4 separate regions of the Mus musculus genome follow, and regions 2, 3 and 4 are each linked to region 1. A link is a contact called in public HiChIP or PLAC-seq data. All regions are on one chromosome and are shown on one strand. The core of a region is the stretch at or near the end of the contact, and the rest is flanking DNA. Distances in the headings are between cores, read along the strand shown. Region 1 holds the start of Spats2 (spermatogenesis associated, serine-rich 2). Region 2 overlaps Fmnl3 (formin-like 3). Region 3 holds the start of Dhh (desert hedgehog). Region 4 overlaps Fmnl3 (formin-like 3).

The links. HiChIP or PLAC-seq counts read pairs in DNA pulled down with a chosen protein or histone mark.
Region 2: a contact with region 1 is called in an H3K27ac HiChIP or PLAC-seq map of extraembryonic endoderm stem cells. The contact joins the enhancer-like site here to the promoter of Spats2 in region 1. A contact is called at or near these places in 6 of 39 promoter capture datasets (3T3-L1-derived adipocytes, cranial neural crest, liver and 2 more), 7 of 115 datasets of contacts at active chromatin or transcription factors (the SCID.adh cell line, embryonic stem cells, extraembryonic endoderm stem cells and 2 more) and 2 of 9 other capture datasets (embryonic stem cells and pancreatic islet).
Region 3: a contact with region 1 is called in a FOXA1 HiChIP or PLAC-seq map of pancreatic cancer cells. The contact joins the promoter of Dhh here to the promoter of Spats2 in region 1. A contact is called at or near these places in 7 of 39 promoter capture datasets (3T3-L1-derived adipocytes, the HPC-7 cell line, hippocampal neurons and 3 more), 2 of 484 Hi-C or Micro-C datasets (embryonic stem cells and rod photoreceptor), 5 of 115 datasets of contacts at active chromatin or transcription factors (embryonic midbrain, embryonic stem cells, pancreatic cancer cells and 1 more) and 2 of 9 other capture datasets (adipose tissue and pancreatic islet).
Region 4: a contact with region 1 is called in an HNF4G HiChIP or PLAC-seq map of pancreatic cancer cells. The contact joins the enhancer-like site here to the promoter of Spats2 in region 1. A contact is called at or near these places in 1 of 39 promoter capture datasets (cranial neural crest), 4 of 115 datasets of contacts at active chromatin or transcription factors (effector CD8 T cells, extraembryonic endoderm stem cells, microglia and 1 more) and 2 of 9 other capture datasets (liver and pancreatic islet).

What each region holds. Positions count from the first base shown.
Region 1 is chr15:99,124,866-99,129,637 of GRCm38.p6, forward strand. Spats2 (spermatogenesis associated, serine-rich 2) reads left to right here and starts at 1,980. Exons shown (of 13, transcript NM_139140.1): 1 at 1,980-2,022.
Region 2 is chr15:99,350,196-99,354,967 of GRCm38.p6, forward strand. The region is part of intron 1 of Fmnl3 (formin-like 3); the gene reads right to left. Among named protein-coding and RNA genes, the nearest start is that of Gm22951, 16 kb to the right of the region's middle. Within about 2 kb of position 1,831, at least 31 of the 459 cell types and tissues checked have an H3K27ac peak or open chromatin away from gene starts, as enhancers often do. A contact at or near this core is called in extraembryonic endoderm stem cells, where this site is marked.
Region 3 is chr15:98,896,418-98,901,189 of GRCm38.p6, forward strand. It overlaps Dhh (desert hedgehog), which reads right to left and starts at 2,123. Exons shown (of 3, transcript NM_007857.5): 1 at 1,553-2,123. The coding sequence starts at 1,855.
Region 4 is chr15:99,330,407-99,335,178 of GRCm38.p6, forward strand. It overlaps Fmnl3 (formin-like 3), which reads right to left. Exons shown (of 27, transcript NM_011711.2): 4 at 4,448-4,524; 5 at 1,581-1,664. Among named protein-coding and RNA genes, the nearest start is that of Gm22951, 35 kb to the right of the region's middle. Within about 2 kb of position 2,700, at least 292 of the 459 cell types and tissues checked have an H3K27ac peak or open chromatin away from gene starts, as enhancers often do. A contact at or near this core is called in effector CD8 T cells, liver, microglia and 1 more, where this site is marked.

The sequences.
Region 1 (4,772 bases), core at 730-3,229:
CTTGCTATGCATCCCAGGATGGGTTCGAACTCACAATCCTTCTGCCTCAGGCTCCTGAGTGCTGCAGTTATAGTGTGTGCTGCTGTACACGGCCCAATACCTTTTATTCTTATATAAAGAACGGTGCCCAGGGGAGGGCAGTTATGAACTTGATCCCCAGAATCCACAGGGTGGCTCACAACCATTCAGAACTTCAGGTCTTGATCTGTTGTCCTCCTTTGAATTCTGCTGGCACCAGGTATATGGTATACATACACGCAGGCAAGACACACAAGTTCAATCAATCAAAAAATATTAACATTACATGAAAAAAGAACTGCGCCTAGCATGTTTAAGGTTGGGGGTGGGTGGGGAGGGGCAGCAGTGCTCTTCCAGCACGGTATAAGCCTCGGATTTCCTAGTGATCAGGAGGCTGAGGCAGGAAGTTCCAGAGTTGGAGGCCAGCAGAGAGCTACATGGCCAGATCTTGTCACAATAAACAAAAATAAAAACAGTGCACAGCAAAAAGAACAAGGATCCGATGAAGACATCTGACTTGGCAGACACATACTGTCCCATGGTCAATTATATGATCTAAGACTGGAGTGATAAAACATATGGATATACTGTGCTCTGCCTGTAGCACACATCTATAAGCACGCACTTGAGGTGGTTCTGACTATTCAAAGCCCCTTTGCTTGGCTTCAAAGGAAGTGAGAAGTAGATGGTGATGAATATTTTCAGTGATGATTTAGTCGAAAACTCAGCCTCTACCAGGCGTATCCAACCTTTTGATATTGTGACATGATTGTCTTCCACAAAGTTCACTATTTAGATTTTAAAAATAACCGCCAAAACAGGTCTCATATTTAAGTTCCTTGGCTTGAATGTGGTTGGACATGCCCTTCCTAACCTCTCTCTCCTGATCAGAACCGGTAAGACACTAACTCAAAAGATACATCAATACTAGCGATGATCTGGCTCTGGAGAGGCTGGAGATTTCGAGCCCTGATTACGAAGTTAGGTATTTAACAGAAAGATTCGACAACAGCCCTTCCTAATCACAGCCACGTAGAGGGATGCAGGAAGTGTGAGGTCGTTCGCTCGCACATCCTCTCTCCAGAACCTCTCCCATCAGGCTGGGTGGCCAGGTGGCTCTGAAATAACCTTTAGGAGCAGAAGGTAGGTCCGGAGGCGGGCAAAGTTAAAGGGAGTGAGCGGCTGAATTGTTCCCTGCTAGAGAGGGCGGACGTGCCTGCAGACCTGGAGCGAAAGGCTCTAGGATCCCATTGGGAATCTTCGGCCACCTCCGGTGAGTTTCGGCTCTTTCCGTCAGTTCCCGCTCGGCTCGTCACTTAGGGGCACGCTGGCGCCCACTCCTAGCCCGGCCGCTTTAGGTCGCCTTTCCCGCACGCGGACGCGAGTACGCGCCCTGCTCGTCTCGCCGCCGTTCCTTCCCGTTTGGCCCCTGACCCGCTCCTTCAACCCCTCAGTGAATTAATTCCCCGTCTCCCGCAACTCAGGCGCGCGAACCCCGCGCGAAGGGAGAGCGCCTGAGAGGAGCGGTAACCCGGCCGCGCGCCCCGGTCCCCTCGGCTCCGGTCTCCCGCGTGCGGCGCATCGGGGTCGCGCCGGCGCGAGCGCGCGCCCTGCGCTCCGGCTGGCGGGGGGCGCATGCACGAGTACGAGCGCGCGCGCACGCGCGGGCTCCGAGGCGGGGCGAGAGGGGCGAGCGGCGGCGCGAGTGCGGGCGGACGAGGGTCGCTGTGGATCCGCGGGCACTCCGGCCCCAGCCGCGCCTGCGAGGCTCTGCCGGCCGCCCGGCGGACGAGGGACGCGGGGAAGGCGGCGGTGGGGGCGGGGCGGCTCGGCGTCGGGCCTCGGGCGAGCTGGGGGAGGAGCGCGGCAGCGACGGCGGCGGCTCCCGAGGACGAGGGCGAGGAGGAGGCGGAGGCTCTTCTTTCCTCATCCCAGACCCGGGAGCGTCCGGAACGCAGAGCCCGGAACTGGGGGGACGCGGCGGCTGCAGGGAGCCCGGGCTAGGTAAGGCTGGGGGTGTTGGGTGAAGTGGGTGGCGGGGGCGAGAGGGGCCGGAGGTGGAGGGAGGGCTCGAGGAAGGGGAAAGAGGGAAGGGGCAGTTGTTGGGGGTTGGGGTACCGAGAGGAGGGGGACCGGGAGCCCTTTGGTTCCCGCAGTGTGGAGAGGGCCGCGGGTTTCTGGGGTTAAAGGGGCGAGCGAAGCACACGGGTCCGAGTTGGGGAGTTTCCAGAGGATAGGCCGGAGAAACAATGGAGTGAGGGGGACTCTGGCGAGAGCGTGTGTGCGGTCCTAGATTTCAGAAACTACGTGCGGGATCGGAAAGAATGAAATAATGGGTCGATTGAAATGTGAAGTACGGCGAGATGGGCATGTGTAAAGTCTTCTGCATTGTGTCAGGACGCAAGTGCCATCATGGGACTTAAAGGGTAGAAGGACAATTTCGGAATTTGAGAGGAAACCGGACTAGAAAAGGCAAAGAGAGGCAAAGAAATACGAGTTTGGTTTTGAATTAAACCAGAGCCTAGGATAGAGGTGCACTAGAGGGTCTTCGTCTCCTAATTCATCCAAGATGATTCTATTTTTTTTTTTTTTTAGGGAGTGGGTTAGTCTTGGCCCCTTGCTAAGGCATGCAAGCCCTTCTCCCAGTAATTTTATTATTATTATTTATAGTTCATTTTGTTGTAAGGCAAAACTGTAATATTTATTCTCGATCAGCTCAGCAGACTACTGTATATAATTTCTCCGTATTTATTGAAGCAAGAGAGAACACACTGCCGGCAGTACTCTACCATGAGCGAGGTCAGCGATACTGCGGAGTTGAAGATGTTTGGTTTGAAAAGTAATGAATAACTGTGATTTTTTTTTTCTTTTTAAATTTAAGTTGTCTGTCCTTTGTTGGAATTTTTGTTTCCCATTGAGAAATGTTCCGGCTTGAAAAAAAAATGTTCATAAACCTTCTAATTCTGGTTTTGTGCTTGGGGGAAGAGAGTTTCGGTTTTTTGTTTTTAGAAATTGTTCAGGGATGCTGATTCCTAGTGGTCAAACTGCCTCCACATTCTCGTATTTTTGAGTTAAGGTGGTTTGGGAGTCCTGTGAATAAGTATTTCAGGGTTATGGACTTTGCATTCCACCCCCCCCCCCAGACTCCCCCCTTGGGGGTGGTCTTAGTCTTTATCAGTAACCTAGGCTGGCTTGTGACCTATTGTGTAACCCCAGTTAGCCTTTGAAGTAAAGTTCTTTTGCCTCAGACTCCCAGCTGCTGGGATTACAGCTGTGAGGCTGGGCCTGTATCTTCTTTATACTTTAATTTCCAGGCCAAATTTGATACAGCACTGACTGGAAGATCACTGATTCTGAAGCTATTATTATCATTATGCATTCATAGATGTGTGCGTTAAGCTTTTCATTGGTGAGACGTGAAGTTTTGCTGACTCATCTAAACTAAAATTTCTGGGCAGTCATCCGTTTATAGTTTTCAGCTGTGTTTCTGATAGCGGGCAGCATTAGGCCACCTTCTAAATATCAAAAAAAATCATGACCTAAAATGTACCTTTAAAAATTCTTACTTATAGCCTGATGGTGGCCATGCATGCTTTTAATCCCAGCACTCAGGAGGCAGAAGCAGGCAGATCTCTGTGAGTTCGAGGCCAGCCTGGTTTACAAAATGAATTCCAGGACAGCCAGGGCCGTGCACAGAAATCATATCTTGGAAAACAAAAAAATAAAAATAAATGAAAAAAACCTTAAAAATTAGAAAAAAAATTCTTCTTATTTTAAATGAGGTGTGTGTCAGTGTTTTTGTGCATTCTAGTGCAGTGTCCCCAGAGGCTAGAAGAGGGGTTGGGATTCCCTGGAACTGGAGATGAGTCTCCTGAGGTGGTTACTGGGACTCGAACTCTGATCCTCTGCAAGAGCAGTACACACACTTAACCCCTAGAACCATTTGTCAGGTCTCTTCTAGAATCGCTATCACTCTGTAACCCAAGCTGGCCTGTGATTCTTAATTCTCTCTCAGTCTCCAGAGTTGTGGGGTTACAGGCACATGAGGCAGCCATGCCTGGATAAATGGTTCTTTCCTTCTACAAGGGTCAAGTGAGAAGCCAGAGGTACCGGTGCAGGAGTGTAATCTCAGCCCTTGGGAAGTTAAAGGCCTGAGGGTCAGAGGCTCAAGGGCCTCCACCTTTGCGTACGTAGTTTGAGATCATCCTGGACTTGCAGTATAGGAGGCCCCGTCTCACCCCTCACCTCCAGGTCAAAGCCAGGAGAGAGTAGTGTCACTGGTGAAGTGTGGCTCCTGACCTTGTAAAAGTGCTAGGTGAAGTGCTAAGATTGCTCTTTCATGTATAATCTCATTAGTCATCACATTTAATATAATTCTCTTTATAAATTTAGAGATTAAAAAAAAAAAAAAAGCCAGGCAGCCGTGGCCCACCTCTCTAATCCCAGCACCTGGGAGGCAGAGGCTGGCAGATCTCTGAGTTTGAGGCTAGCCTGGGCTACAGAGTGATTTTTATGATAGCCAGGGCTACACAGAGAAATCTTGTTTAGAAAAACTAAAAACAACAAGAACAATAACAAAATCAATAAATTTAGAGATGAAATATAGTTTGCTACGGTCACAGAATGAGTGAGTAAGGAAGCAGGATCCAGACCTGTCTCTGTTTGCACGGCTTCTTTAATTTTTCAGTCCTCCCGCTCCCACCTCCTGCGGGCCAGGATTATAGGGGATTACAGACACACGCAGCTGCAGCCGT
Region 2 (4,772 bases), core at 581-3,080, 230 kb after region 1:
AAACACACGTGGGAGGGCATGACTCCTGCTTTACAGAAGGGTAAAGTGAGGCCCAGCCCAGGCACATGTCTGTCACATGTCACAGGAGCTGGGAAGAGGCACTCCGAGTCCTCTGCCTCTCCTTGCATTTTGAATGGCTCTTAAGTGAGGCATGTCCACAGTGGATCCGGCTTCTACTCTCTTTGGGAGGAACTATAATGAACTCAGTCTACTCTTAACCTCTGAGCAGTCTTCCAATGCTGTCACCCCTCGTGCCTTCAAGGCCACAGCTTAACAGAGGTCACAGCCACCCACATCTCACCTTATGTCAATTGTTCCAGTGTTTTTGAATTTCACTGGACTATCCAACTAGAAAAGAATACCTCCCTGTATTTGGCCTAATAAGAGTTCCTTCCCTGGGCTAGAGAGATGGCTCAGCGGTTAAGAGCACTGACTTCTCTTCCAGAGGTTCTGAGTTCATTTCCCAGCAACCACATGGTGGCTCACAACCATCTGCAATGGGATCCAATGTACTCTTCTGGTGTGTCTGAAGACAGCTACAGTGTACTCAAAATAAATAAACAAATAAATAAATAAATCTTTTTAAAGGGGGGGGAGAGAGTGTGTGTGTGTGTGTGTGTTCCCTATAATCTAGAGAGACCCTGGGGGATGGGGGCTACAGAGAGGGCTCAGTGGTTAAGAGCACTGACTGCTCTGCCAAAGGACACAGGTTCAACTCCCAGCACCCAAACTCCAGTTTCAGACAATCTGATGCCCTCATCTGGCCTCTGCAGGTATCAGGCAAGCACACAGTCCACAGACACATAAACACCCACATAAATAAAAATTTTAAGTGTAAATGTGACATTTTTAAAAATTAAATAAGGAAACCCTGAGTAGCTTTTGGCTACATGTGGTGACATATATCTCTAATCCTAGCACTAGGGAGGCAGAGGCAGGTAGATCTGTTAAGCGTGAGGCCTGGTCTATATAGCAAGCTCCTGGCCAAGCAGGACTACCCAGTGAGACCTCATGGAAGTGTGAGGCACCCTAGGTGGCATGTTTAGTCAGGGTCAGAGGTTAGAAGGGATGTAGAACCAAGCATTTCATAACTAGCACTTGTCTCAGACTATCTCCGTGACCGCCCTCAACAACCACTGCAGCAAATGCTCCTTCACCTGTAACCCAGTAAGAACTGGAGACCAACTCGCTCAAAGTCACATATGAAGTCATAAAACCAGCGGGCGTGGTGCTGCGTGCCTTTAATTCCAGCACTGAGGAGATGGAGGCAGAGGCAGGTGGATCTCTGTAAACTGGAGGCCAGCCTGGTCTACAGAGAGCTCCAGGACAGCCAGGGCTACACAGAGAAACCCTGTGTTGAATCACTGCCATCACCACCACCATCACTACCACCCCCAAAAAGAAAAAAACTTGGAGGGGTAAAAAAAAAAAAAAAAAAAAAAAGGAAAGTACTAGAACCCAAATTTAAGCCCAGACAGGTGGTTTCCAGCAGCCAGGGTCTTCTACCATGTCCTGCCATGAGCTTTGATGGAGCACGGGGAACTCCATTTCTAATTCAGGAAGGTCCTGATTTGTCTGACAGCTTTGATCTCTAAACCATGCTTCCTTGCCTAGCAAGACCGAGTAAAACCAGCTGAGCAAGGCAGTGCAAAGACACCATCAACGTTTCTCAGTAAGAGTCACTATGCAGAACAAGAGAAAGGAACTGTCCTCTGAGACACAGCATGCTCTAACAGCCAAGGAACATTTCAAACTTTACACAGCACACGCTGTGCGAAGCACGCTGGCACACACCTCTAGTCCTAGCCCTTAGGAGGCAGAGGCAAGCAGATCTCTGTGAGTCAGGATCTGGCTGTGAGACCTTGCCTGAAAACAAAACAAAGAACAGCTCAGGCTTTGGGAGCAAGAGATGACGCAGGTTTGAATCTTGGTCAGGAGACTTTGACTAGGATTATGAATCTGGGTCATTTGTTTTAAAATATTTGTCATGAGATACTAGGAAAGTTGTCAGCTTTCTGTGCCTGTTTTCCCATCTGCAAAATAGGAATATGATGTAGCCCAACAGCTAGTGCAGGAGGGGTCCATTATCTCCTGCAAGCCAACCACTCTGCAGGGGAGAGCGGCTTTACACATACCATCTATCAGGGGTTTACCAGACGGGCAGGACAGAAGCAATGACTAAGCTGCCACACTATCAGAACAGCCGGGAAATCTGGGATTCCACTCAACTTGTCAGGTCACAGTGTGGTTATCTTAGAGATTAGGGGAAGATGTCACCAGATTTCCAGCATTCCTGGTATACCTCAAATCCCTCACTTTCCCAGCTGTCCCTGACTTCCTCCAGTTCCACCTGTGGTCTGTAAACCTGTCAATCATTCTCCTCAGCCTCTACTCTTCTCATGTCCGCTTTGCTCCCTGGGACACTAAGTCCTCTGAGTTTCCCTCCCAGTTCCCGAAGGGCTGGGCTGTGGGAATATAAACTGACCAGGTTTTACTTGACCAGTACACTAGTAACCCTTAAATATATAGTTCTGCCCCAAGTATCTCTTTTGAGCTCCACTGGTAAATCTCCAGCTTCCCAGTAGATGTTATTCCCACATCTGGTTCTGAGCCTTCATGTCTCAGACAGGCCTCACCACTTACCATTCTCAGGTTGTTCTGTGTTCTGTCAGCTGAAGGAACTTTCACTTAACTGACCAAGCAAGCTAGAAACCTCAGGAGACATCCTGAGTTTCATGGTCTCGTCTCCATGCTCCCAGTGTCAGACTTAATAGGCCCTCTAAGTCCCACTGTGCCTCCACCATCATCATATAGTACTCAACTCCTCCTCTCGTTGCTGACTTCGTCCCATGGGACTCACGGGACTGACCTACACACAACCCACAATCTGCTTGTGACACTCCCTTGGAAAAAGCATTAGGTACAGTTCCTTCCATGTAACATCCAAGGCTTCATCCCCCACTGCTCCAGCCTGCACTACACAACAGCAGTGAGCTGCCCTGGACAGATCTCGGCGCACATCAAGCTCTGTCCCCTCCATGTCTAGGCCCATGCTGTCCTCTCTCTGGAGTGCTTTCTCTGTCCCAGACTCTGTCCAAATCCTATTAGCCCATCGGCCAACAGAGATTTCCTCCTGCAGGTGATGTTCCCCTGGTGCTATGCATGTTTCCAGCCGATGTTCACCAAAACCTCACCTAACTACATACTGTAATTATACGTTCCCTGAGTTTGGCTCCCCCTCCAGCCTGAGCTCCTGGGGTAGACACTGTCTTAGTCATCTTTAGTCCTATGGCAATTAACACAATTCTAAGCCCTCAATAAATGCCTGCTGAGCCTTTGATGGCTGAAATGTCCCTGTCCCTGTGTCTAGGCAGACGAGATGGTATACTGGCATCTTTGGCTCACTGCCTCAGAGTCCCTGAAGGAAACTGAAGGGAACCTTCACAGCCTTGCTTCGAAAACAGGAGAGAAGAGTAATAGCGGTGATGTGGCTATGGTGTGGCCCTGACATCTCCCTGAGCATCCAGAGCAACAAGTACCAAGAGGCCAAATGCTACCTGAGGCTCTTCAGCTGGCCACCCCTCACATCCAAAGGTTATGTTCACAACTTTTAGCATGGATATTTTGGGGGAAATTAAGATACATACTTTGGGAACATACCAGAACCTGTTGCTCTATAAATGTACAGGAGATTCTTAATTCCTTAGTCACCCACCATGCCAGCAGTAATTAAAAAGCCCAAAGGAAGCAATTAGGAGCTACTACTGGACTACTAATCTAGAACTCATGCCAGATACATCCAAATACAACCTGCATATAGATGTGAGCACTTCTCAAAGAACAGGATTCACACCAAGCCCAACCTGCCAAGGACCTGCGGGTTAAGAGTGTTGTGTGAGGCTCATGCTCAGGAGAGGCCAGTAAAAACGAACCACAAACAAGAAGTCTGTCCAGCTGGGCAGTGGTGGCACACACCTTTAATCCCAGCACTTGGGAGGCAGAGGCAGGTGGATCTCTGTGCTTCAGGCCAGCCTGGTCTACAGAGTGAGTTCCAGGACAGCCAGGGCTACACAGAGAAACCCTGGGGGGGGGGGGGAGTCTGTTCAATGCAAAGGGCTCTTTCCTCACTGTACATCTCTGGTTCGTCCATCCTAGGGTATGATCCCCAAGGCCTGCACTGAGGAGAAAGGGGTGTATCTAGCCCACAGAATGAATCCAGATAACAAGCCAGAGTCCATTCAGAGCACAATCCTCAGCCTCAGCAGGCCTGTGTGTGATGACTGTCTGGCCTTGACAAAAGCCCCAGAGCTCAGAATGCTCCTCAAATCAGACTCTTCCAGGCTGCACTAAGGGGTGGGCTGACAGGAATCAAGGGTTACATACCCTAGTCCCTGGAATCTCTAAAGCCTATGGATAAGTCATGATTAGTCTAACATCAGACAGCAAAGTGATAACTGTGGTGTGTACCTCAGTGCTTCTGCACTTCAGAGGTACAGAAAACATAATCTCTACCCGTGAATAATAACTCACACTTCTTTTCTGTCTTAGAATGTTCTTGTGTGCATGAATGCTTTGTCTGTGCAGATGAATTGCACCACATGTGCGCCCAGTGTCCACAGGGGTCAGAAGAGGGATAAATCCCCTGGAGCTGGAGTTACAGATGGTTGTGAGCTGCTATGTGAGTACTGGAAATTGAACCCGTTCTCTGCAAGAGCAAGAAATGCTCTTAACTGCTGAGGTCTTTCCCCACCCCTGCTAATTCATTCTCTTGA
Region 3 (4,772 bases), core at 873-3,372, 230 kb before region 1:
GTGGGAGATAAGCAGGACTGGGTGTGTGTGTTAGGGGGGTTTCCCAGGCCCCTGGAGGCCTCCTAAGCCTGTCGCTTGTTCTATCCCTCTACTGCAGGTTTCAGCCAGAGGCAAGGACTGTAATGTCCCAGGGCCAAGGTGAGGAAGGGAAGGGCCTTCCCAGTTTACTGGAAAGAGGATGGCTTCATCACTGGGACAAGAGGGGATTCTTGGCTCGGAGTAATTGGTTCTCACCTTCCATCCCAGCAATCAGGAGGTAGAGGCAGGAGGATTTCTATGAGTGCTACCTAGCAAATTTTAGATCTGTCAGGGCTATGTAGTGTCTCAATAGATAAGTAAGGAAAGAAGAGAGAGAGAGAGAGAGAGAGAGAGAGAGAGAGAGAGAGAGAGAGAGAGAGAGAAAAGGAAGGGAGAGGAAAGAAATTCTTTCTCCCCTGTACAGGTTTTCCTAACCACATAACCTGGAAAACTATGCAGTTAGTCAGAGGAAATCCGTACACCACACACACACACACACACACACACACTACCCTGCCTGCCCCTTGCACACACAATTAGGTGGTGTAATGGAAAGTAGATAGGACTGAGAACCAGGAGTCCTGAACCTGCTCTCAGCAATGCTACAATTTGGCTGTGAGGCTTTGATTAAGTTGCTTTTCCTCTCCTGCAGCCCAGCTCTCAGATATAAAATGAGGGGTGGGGTGGGATGGAGAAACACGTCTTCTGAGTTTCCTGTCAGACACTCTACAGCACTGGCCATAGGGGCTCTGGGCCCTTCCCTTCCAAGCCATGGCCCACTGAGTCGGCTTGGTTCAGTGCCCCTCTGTAGCATGTACCCCAGAATGCTAGCTGATATTCAAAGCAGAGTCCTCAAGCTAAGGTGAGTTTAGATGGCCCAGAAACCCTTGATTCTCAGGTGTGTCTGTCTGTTCTGAGGACTGTTTTTTGGTCACCCCCACCCCAAAGTCTGTTGTTTAGACCCTAGTATAGGCTACCTTTCCCGTGCCAAGGACAATGGCCACCCCATCCCCAGGTAGATGGTCTGGTCTGGTAACCTGACTCTTGCCCATCTCTTTTCCAGCCCCCTTCTTTTGGCTCACAGAGCTTTTGGACATCAGGCCAAGAGCCAGGCTAAGTGTAAAGCCTTATGCAGTCTACCTATCATAGCCAGCTCCTGGCCCCCAGCTCACCCCAGCCCTTCCTGCCTGGCTCGGTGACTGACCCCCGGTCCACGCCTCAGCCATTTCCCGTCTCGCCTGCCGCCATCCTCCTTTCCCCGCCCTCGCTCCAGCCTCTCCCAGATTCACTCTCACTGGGCAGTTCCTCCTCCCCCTCCCCATCGCAGACTCTCTCCCCATTTGGATACCTCCGAACCACTATCCAGCCACCAGGTTATTTGCTTTCCTGAAGGGTGTGATGAAGGAGATCTCACTTTATTTTATTTTAGTTTAGGGTCTCTGGGGATGAAGGAACAGTTCATCCTCCAGGGTTGTTGTAGGAAAATTGAGGAGCTGGTGGTGTGGTAGAGCAGGTGGGGAGAAACTCTCCTTACCTCTGTCATCAGGCGGTCTGCGCCGCTGTTCTCCTCATCCTTGAAGATTATGTCGGGGTTGTAGTTGGGTACGAGGTCCCGGAAGCGCTCCGACCCCCTTGTTACCCTCCCCTCCGCTGGCCCACTCGCGCCCAGGGTCCGCTCGGGCATACTGGGCACAAACTGCTTGTATAGCAGAGGCACAAGTTGCTTGCGCACATAACGCCGCCGGCCAACCGGTCCTCGGCCCGGCCCGCAGCTCTGGGCAGATAGTGCCAAGAGTGCCAAGCAGCACAGGGGCAACAGACTGGCCGGCAGAGCCATGGGTGCCGTGGACTTGGGTCGGAAGGGAGCGTTCTTGTCCTCACTGGCTCTCCTGTCAATTGGGCATCTCCGCAGGAGCTAAAGAGCACCGCAGATAGAGAAGGTCCCAGAGTACCTGGAGCGCTGTGGCTCTGAACACTTGGCAGCCGCTAACTCTGCCTACATGCCCTGGGGAACCTGGAACCTACTACTGATAGACTACCATTTACAGAGCAGGTGGGTCGAGGGTGAGTGCCAGCCCAGCCAGTCTCTGCTGCCCGGCTCCCGTGCTCCCAGAAACGCCCTGACTCCGCCTTAAGTGGTCCCGGGCCCCGCCCCCCGCCCTTCTCTCAGGGCTGTCCCGCCCCCTCCCACCCGGGCGGGGGATCTAGCAGTCACAACTGGACACCACTGTTCCATTACTCCACTGAAGTGTGTCCCATCCTGGAAACCATGCAGGCACCTGCTTAGGAAATCCCTGAAGCTTTAGAGTCCTGGCTGCCTGGATAAGCATCCTTCTACCTCCGAGTCTAAATTAGGCACCAAACTATCTTCCTGGGCACTAGTCTTTGCTTTCCTAAAGTCTACCCTGGCACGCCATGCCCTCTGCTGTCCTCCGGGAAGTCTGAGTTCCAAGGCCATCCAAGCCCTTTGGGCAAGCCATCAAAGCCTCCCATCTCCGTGCTCCTCCTCAAGTCTCCCCGATTTCTCTCAACACTCATCCATAACCAAGCAGAGATCCCAGAGGATCATTTTCCTTGGTGGTTTTATATCTTCTTGGGAACAGAGCCTGACACAATCCAGTTTGAGACATTAAAAAAAAAAACAAAAACAAAACAAAACAAAACAAAAAAAAACCCTACTGTGTCTGTCTCTGCCAGCACATGCCATAGCACACCTGTGGAGGTCAGAGGGCTTTTGGGAGTCCACCTTCTCCTTCCTCAGCGGGCTCTAGGGATTGAGCTCCGGTTGACCAGGCTTGTGTGGCAAGTGCTTTTACCTGCTGATCTACCTTGCCAGGCCAGGACTTTCCAAGTTTTATGTCCTCTCAAATGGTTGCCAGATACCCACTTTTTATCCCTCCTCTCCTTCTTTTGACAGACTTTACTGTATGTAGTTCAGGCTTGGTCTCAAACTCACTTCACAGAGCAGGCTGACAGCGAATGTTTTCTCCTTTGGCCTCTAGCTTCCCAGCACTGAAATTAGCCATGCACTACCACACCAGGTTTGTGTGGTGCTCGGATCAGAACCAGGGCCTTCAGGGCTCAGCAGTTAAGAGCACTGACTGCTTTTCCAGAGGACCTGAGTTAGATTCATAGCACCCACACAATGGCTAACTCCCTTCTTTCTGTAACTCCACATCCGATGGGGAGGGGGTCCAATGCTGTCTTCTGGTCTCCTCGGGCAACAGGCATACAATTGGTACAAGCAAAATACCCATACTTATAAAATAAAACGTAGCCTGGCGTGGTGGCGCATGCCTTTAATCCCAGCACTCGGGAGGCAGAGGCAGGTGGATTTCTGAGTTCGAGGCCAGCTTGGTCTACAAAGTGAGTGCCAGGACAGCCAGGGCTACACACAGAGAAACCCTGTCTCGAAAAAAACAAAAACAAAAACAAAACAAAACAAAACAAAAAAACAAATAAAATAAACGTTAGGGGTGGGGTGGGGTGTTAATTTCAGCCCTTGGGGAGCAGGGACAGGCAGATCTCTTGTGAGTTGAAGGCTAGCCTGGTCTACAAAGTGAGTTCCAGGACTGCCAAGGCGACAGACACAGAGAGACATCAACAAAACAGAACAAAAGTAAAAACAAAAAACAAAACAAGTATATAAGTTAATTAAAAATAAAATAAAAAGCCAGGATTCAGACATGCCCGGCAAGCACACAACTGATCTTTATGCACTGAGCAACATCCCCATTTCCCTTTGATTGAGATGTTCGCACACAGCCAAGCTGGGCTCATTCTTGCTGTGCTGAGTCCTGGGCTTTCAGGCATGTTCTTCACCCAGCACATCATCTTCTGAGTAAGTTGTCATTTGGAAGCTGCCAAAGGGCTGTGGACACCTAACGTCCTGGTCTGTGGAGGATGGCTCTCTTCTCCTTCCGTTGCCTACCTCCTCCCCCTCTGGGCCATGGAATCTATTTTAAATCCCTCAGGCCTCATCACAGAGACACTTAACCCATTCAGTTACAGGAGAATGTAGTGGAGAACATGAGAACCAGAGGCCACTTGGGGAGAAAAGGATTTCAGCTCACATGTTCCAATCACAGTCCATTCATGAAGGGAAGTCAGGACAAGATCATCAGGAAGGAGACTGGAGAGATGGCTCAGCCATCACAAGCACTGGCTGCTCTTCCTGGAGACACCAGGTTCTGTTCCCAGCTCTTGCATATGGCGGTTCACAACCATCCACAACTCCAGTTCCAGGGGCTCTGACAACCTTCTTCTGACTTTCTGGGGGACCGGGCACAAATATGGTAAATATACATATATACATACATACCCATAAAGCTCTCACATACATAAACCCACAAAAATCTAAAGTGAAAACCTTAAGCCAGGACCCTGGAGGAAGGGCCTAAAACAGAAGCTACAGAGGAGGGCAGGCTTGCTCCTCTGGGGGTGGGGCTGGAGGTAGCACTGCCCACAGTGGGCTGGGCCCTCCCACATCAGTTATTAAAGAAAATGCTCTGAAGATCTACCTACAGCTCAACCTTATGGAGGTATTTCCTCAATTAAGATTCTCTGTTTCCCACGTCTAGATTTGTTTCAAGCTGCCAAAAAGCAACCATGACAATAACAAACCCTGTTTGCTATCATAAAGGTGGAGAGATGGGTCAGCTGCTTTTCCAAAGGACAGAGGTTTAATTCCCAGCACCCACTTGGCAGCTGATCTTTAGTCCGTGTTTCCAATACCAGGGGATCCAACACCCTTC
Region 4 (4,772 bases), core at 1,450-3,949, 210 kb after region 1:
TGTGAACGCCCAGTGTCAAAGGCTGGGGCTTTCTGGAACAAAGGGTACCCACAGAGGAGAGGCTGCCAGGGTCAGGAGGTGTCCTGACAGGTGGCATGTAACAGGGTGACCCAGCCATGGATCACCCCTTTCCTCTCGAGCCATTCCAAAACACTGTCTCTTGCTCCCTGGACTCTACTTTCAAAGGCACTGACTGCCCTGGACACCAAAGTGTAGTCTTGGTTTGGAGCAATGGGATTGTTTGCTTTTTCAAGAAAGACAGGCATATTTGGGGAAATGATCTATATCTTTTTACTATAAAAGTTCTGAACTAAAAATTCACTTAAGCAAAACTTCCCCATTTTTTTCTATAAAAAGATTATTTAAAGGGACAGGAGAACCGTGAAGTAGGACTTCCACAGAGATGTGGATGGGAAGCAGGTTACTCTGGCTTTAAAGAGAATGACCTGCAAGTGGGATGGGAAGCTAAACCTGGGAGACATTGCTAGGTCCCCTGGAGGAAACACACTGGACCAAGAAGAGCCATAAGGGCAGGGACAGTGGACAAGCAGATGTCTAGGCAAGGTCCAAGGCTCAAGACCCGGATTTCTGCAGACTAGGGACTTTCAGTTCGGGACCCATGGGAAGCTGAGAGCAAACCTGGACTGTCCTCCTTAGGCTGACTTGTCTAACTAAAGTGTAAGCCTGCATATGCTGCTAACTTCATTTACTATCACAGTTAGCCTTCTTTCTCTATGTCCAAAGATTAGAGGCAGGCTTATCACCTGGGTGATAACTAACAGCAGAGCAGCCACCAGGGGAGGAGGCTAAGAGGGATACACACCTTCCCATCTAATTTGTTTAGTCAGGAGGACAAAGGTACCTGAGGTTCCACAGATAGTGCACAACACAACTTTGACTCCAAAAGCTCTCATTCACTGCACCTCACCATGCTTGCTCTCCTGTGCTAACCAACAGCTAACTCCCTCCATATGAAAAGGATGTCTTGAAAATGCTCCCAAATACTTATTCGATCTGTTCGGGTCGAAGGTCACCACGCTCACTGGCCTTCCTCAACAATAGGCCTATAGTCACCCTCTCACATCTCAGGGCCCAAGCTGCCTCATGAAGACTCAATGTTGTTGAAATGATGAAACCCTAAGGAGCCTGTCTCCTGAGGATCCAGGCTATTTCCTGGAGGTCCTGCAGCCTGGTACTTGGATCACTTGGCTTCTGACTCCAAGCTCCCTTGCCGGACTGTTCTCTTCATGCTCCCTAGAACATGTCTTCTACTCCAGCTAACTTTCCAGTCCTTGCTGATGCCTGCTATTCCCTTGTCTTGCCTGCTCATGTCTGCAGCAACACTTGAGCTACTTCCTCCTGCTCTGGGGATGCCCATGCCCACCTTCTCTGTTGGAATCTCACTCTTCCTTTTTCTTTCCCACCCCACATTTCCCCCATGCTGGAGCCTGACACCTCAGCCTCAGCACATGGCAGGCAATGCTCTGCTGGCTTGCATTCCCAGCCCTCATCCTTCTTCTAAATAGATGGGGACTGTCTGCTTCCCAGTGAGTCCCCAACCTTTGCCCTGTGGTACTTACATGACAGAACACTGGGCAAATGACAGGTAATCCACCAGCACGTCCAGGCCTTTGTTCTCATCATTGAGAAACTCCCTCACCCACCTGCAGATACAGCAAACACAGTGGATGTAGTGTGCAAACTGGCTTGGTTTGGTGGAGGCTCTGACCCAGCAATCTAGCCCTCAATAAATTTGCTCTCTTGCATGCTACTGGAACCTACTATCAGGCTGAGAAAATCCTGAAAACCATAACCTATGACAGGCCCCTATGTGGTCATGCTGCCAGCCTGGACTTCCCAGAGGCAGGAGAATACATCACAAATGGGCTTCAGCCAGATGAGATTCTAGCCAGTCTCTCCTCTTGGGCCAGGTTATAACCCCATTATTTCCTGTGTCCCTTTGATCTGATACAATGCTAGGCATGAAGTCCTTTTCCACCATGTGCTGGAGGAATTGGGGAGGCATCCAGAGCATTCACCACTCACAGAGCTGGGCCTGGAAAAGCCTGCAAGTCCCTAGTGCCATAAATCTCAAAGAGAGCCTTACAGGGCCAGAGGGCTCACCGCTGAGTTCAATTTTGAGAAGCAATGAGCAAAGATGGTTGTGAGAGTTCTGTGTTCGGCTGGAGTGGGTCCGGCAGAACCAAAAAAGCTTAGGGAACATACACGCTCCAGTCATGGCTCTCCCAGGAAGATGGCAATGTGGAAAGGCAGGCAGGTGAGCAGACAGGAGGACAATGACCTGGGGCATTTTTGCTTTCCCTTTGGCCTATGCTAACTCTGGAATAAAAGTGAAGAGCAAACTCCCTTAGAATTGGTGGGGGGTTGTGACAGGTCTATTTCAGTGCAGAGACATTAAACCCCTCAGGATGGAAGCCTTGTTCTCCTGAGTACTCTAGTCCTCCTGAAATGTCCATGGAACTACATAGTCCAGCTGTGTCCAAACTGCCCTGCAGGGCTGTGTCTACCCCACAGCTGGAACACCAGCTCCATCCTGGCTAGCCACACCCGCAGCTGAGAGGCTGGCGCTAGAGCACCAGGCTTGGCTGATTTGCCAGCAAAGCTCCAGCTGAAGCTGACACTGGAGCTGCCTCAAGTTAGCTTCCTCTCTGGGGGCCGACAGGCCTCCCATTTCCTGTCTGTCTGCTCTCCAGCTCCCCACCCCCTTCTCATTTCCTGTCTGAGTCTACACTGCTATTTTAGGGATCCTGACACTTTGAGGGGAGGTTAAAGGGCACTTTGACAAGGCAGAAAACCAATACAAACCACAAGAGCTAGAGGGCCCTGGAATCCTACTCAGGCAGCCTCAGCCCAGAGCAAGAGACCCCATACACCGCGGGCCTCACTCCTGCAGGACCCCGTCCATCTGGCTGTAAGCAAAGCAGGATCCCCTTCTCACTTGGTCCTGGCCTCCTTCCACCCCTGACTAGCCTGACAAGCTTCCTGAAGAGAAGGATCCTGTCTCCTCATAGAACTACCCAGAGAAGCCTCAGATTAGATGGCACGGGCTTAACTCTTCCCTGGGAACCAAGGGCTGGGTCTAGACCTCAAACTTGTGAGCCAATGCTAAGAAGCCCTGGGGCCTGGAACTGTGCTAACCACAGGGGACTGTTTCTTTGTGCTCCTCTGCCAAGGAGAGCAGACCCCCCATCCTCCCACCAGTTACAGCAGGACTTAGAGAAGACGGCAAGGCCTGAGAGAGGCCCGGGGTGCTCAGGACTGCCACAGTGTCACTCTCAACCACACACAAAGCCTAAGTGATGCACTCTCCTAGTTTTCCTTCTGTGAGATTCTTAAGGGTGGGAGTGGGGACAGCAGGGTTTGGCCACACCTTTCTTGGTGGCTTTCCATGTCTGGGTCACAGATGACTGTAGTGTGGAAGCCATGCTTTGGCTACCACAGCGCAGCTCCCAACACCAGGAAGGGTCCCTTTCCTGTCCTCTCCTGTGCTGCTTCCCTTCTGAGTGCTGTTGCAGCTGGCTACATACAGATGTCCTCTCCCTCTAAAGGGGTCCAGGCACATCAGGCCTGGGGCAGACACGTAGGCTGCGCTTGACAAAAGAGGAAAAGCTGGTGATGTCAGTGGCTCTTTCCACCTTACTCTCAGAAAGCTCAGGGACGCAGGCTGGCATCTACCCAGAAACCCACTTCACCCTTCACTGCTCTCACTGAGGCACCCCTACCTGAAGTGCTGCGGTCTTAGTTCACTGTCCCTTCTGTGTGGCCACTCTTTCCAGTTGTTTCTTACTCTTGCTGGAACAGCTTCATGGGACAGAGGCGCTGTACTCTCCCTGAGCCTCAGCATCAGCCCTTAGCTTCCTCAGCAACCCCTGGTTCCCTGATCAGGCTGAAAGTCTTGCACAGACCCTGGGGCCCACTCAGCGCACTGGCAGCAATAGGATCTGTGAGCACGGGAGACAGCCAACGCCTGATCCTGTCTTACACCTCCAGTGCTTTAGGAAGCCTCTTCTGCTCATGTACAAAGATTATTTTCTTTCAAACAAATAAGTAATCTCTATACCAAAAAATCTAACTAGTCACCAATTAGTAACTAATTTCATTGTTCAATATAATACATCTCACGTCCCAACCTTTGCCAGGCCTTTCTTGGCCCAGTACCAGACCACAGGCAGACTCTGGTCTCAGCTGCTATGGGAATGTCTTCCAGTCAAAGCCACAGGACCCCAAGAGAGGCCCCAAGCTTGCCAGAAGTAACCGGTCAGCAGCTGGCAGTACAGAAGGGCAGAAAAGCCAGAAATGGCACGTCTAAAGCTCTGTGGAGCCAGATGCTATTCATGGCCGGAAGGATAAACCAAAAAAGGGGACCCAAACCTGTGTGGGAGGCAGTGTCTGGTGTCAGGGAGAGCAGATGACAAACCTGACTTACCCAATGTGATTGGTGCGAAGTGAGATCTCCAGCTCCCGTAGGACTTTAGTGGACTCCTGCACTCTCCTCCGGAACTTCTGTAAACAGGGAGCCTCTGTCACTTGATGGGCATTCCCTGCCAACCATCTTTCTTTTCCTTTTTTTTCTTTTTTTCTAAGGCAGGGTTTCTCTGTGTAGCCTTGGCTGTCCTGGAACTCACTGTGTAGATCAGGTTGGCCTCACACTCAGAGAGCTCCCTGCCTCTGCCTCCTGAGTGCTTCGATGAAAGTCATGCACCACCACGCCTGCCCCCTCTCGATTTTATTTATTTATATTTTTGTGTATG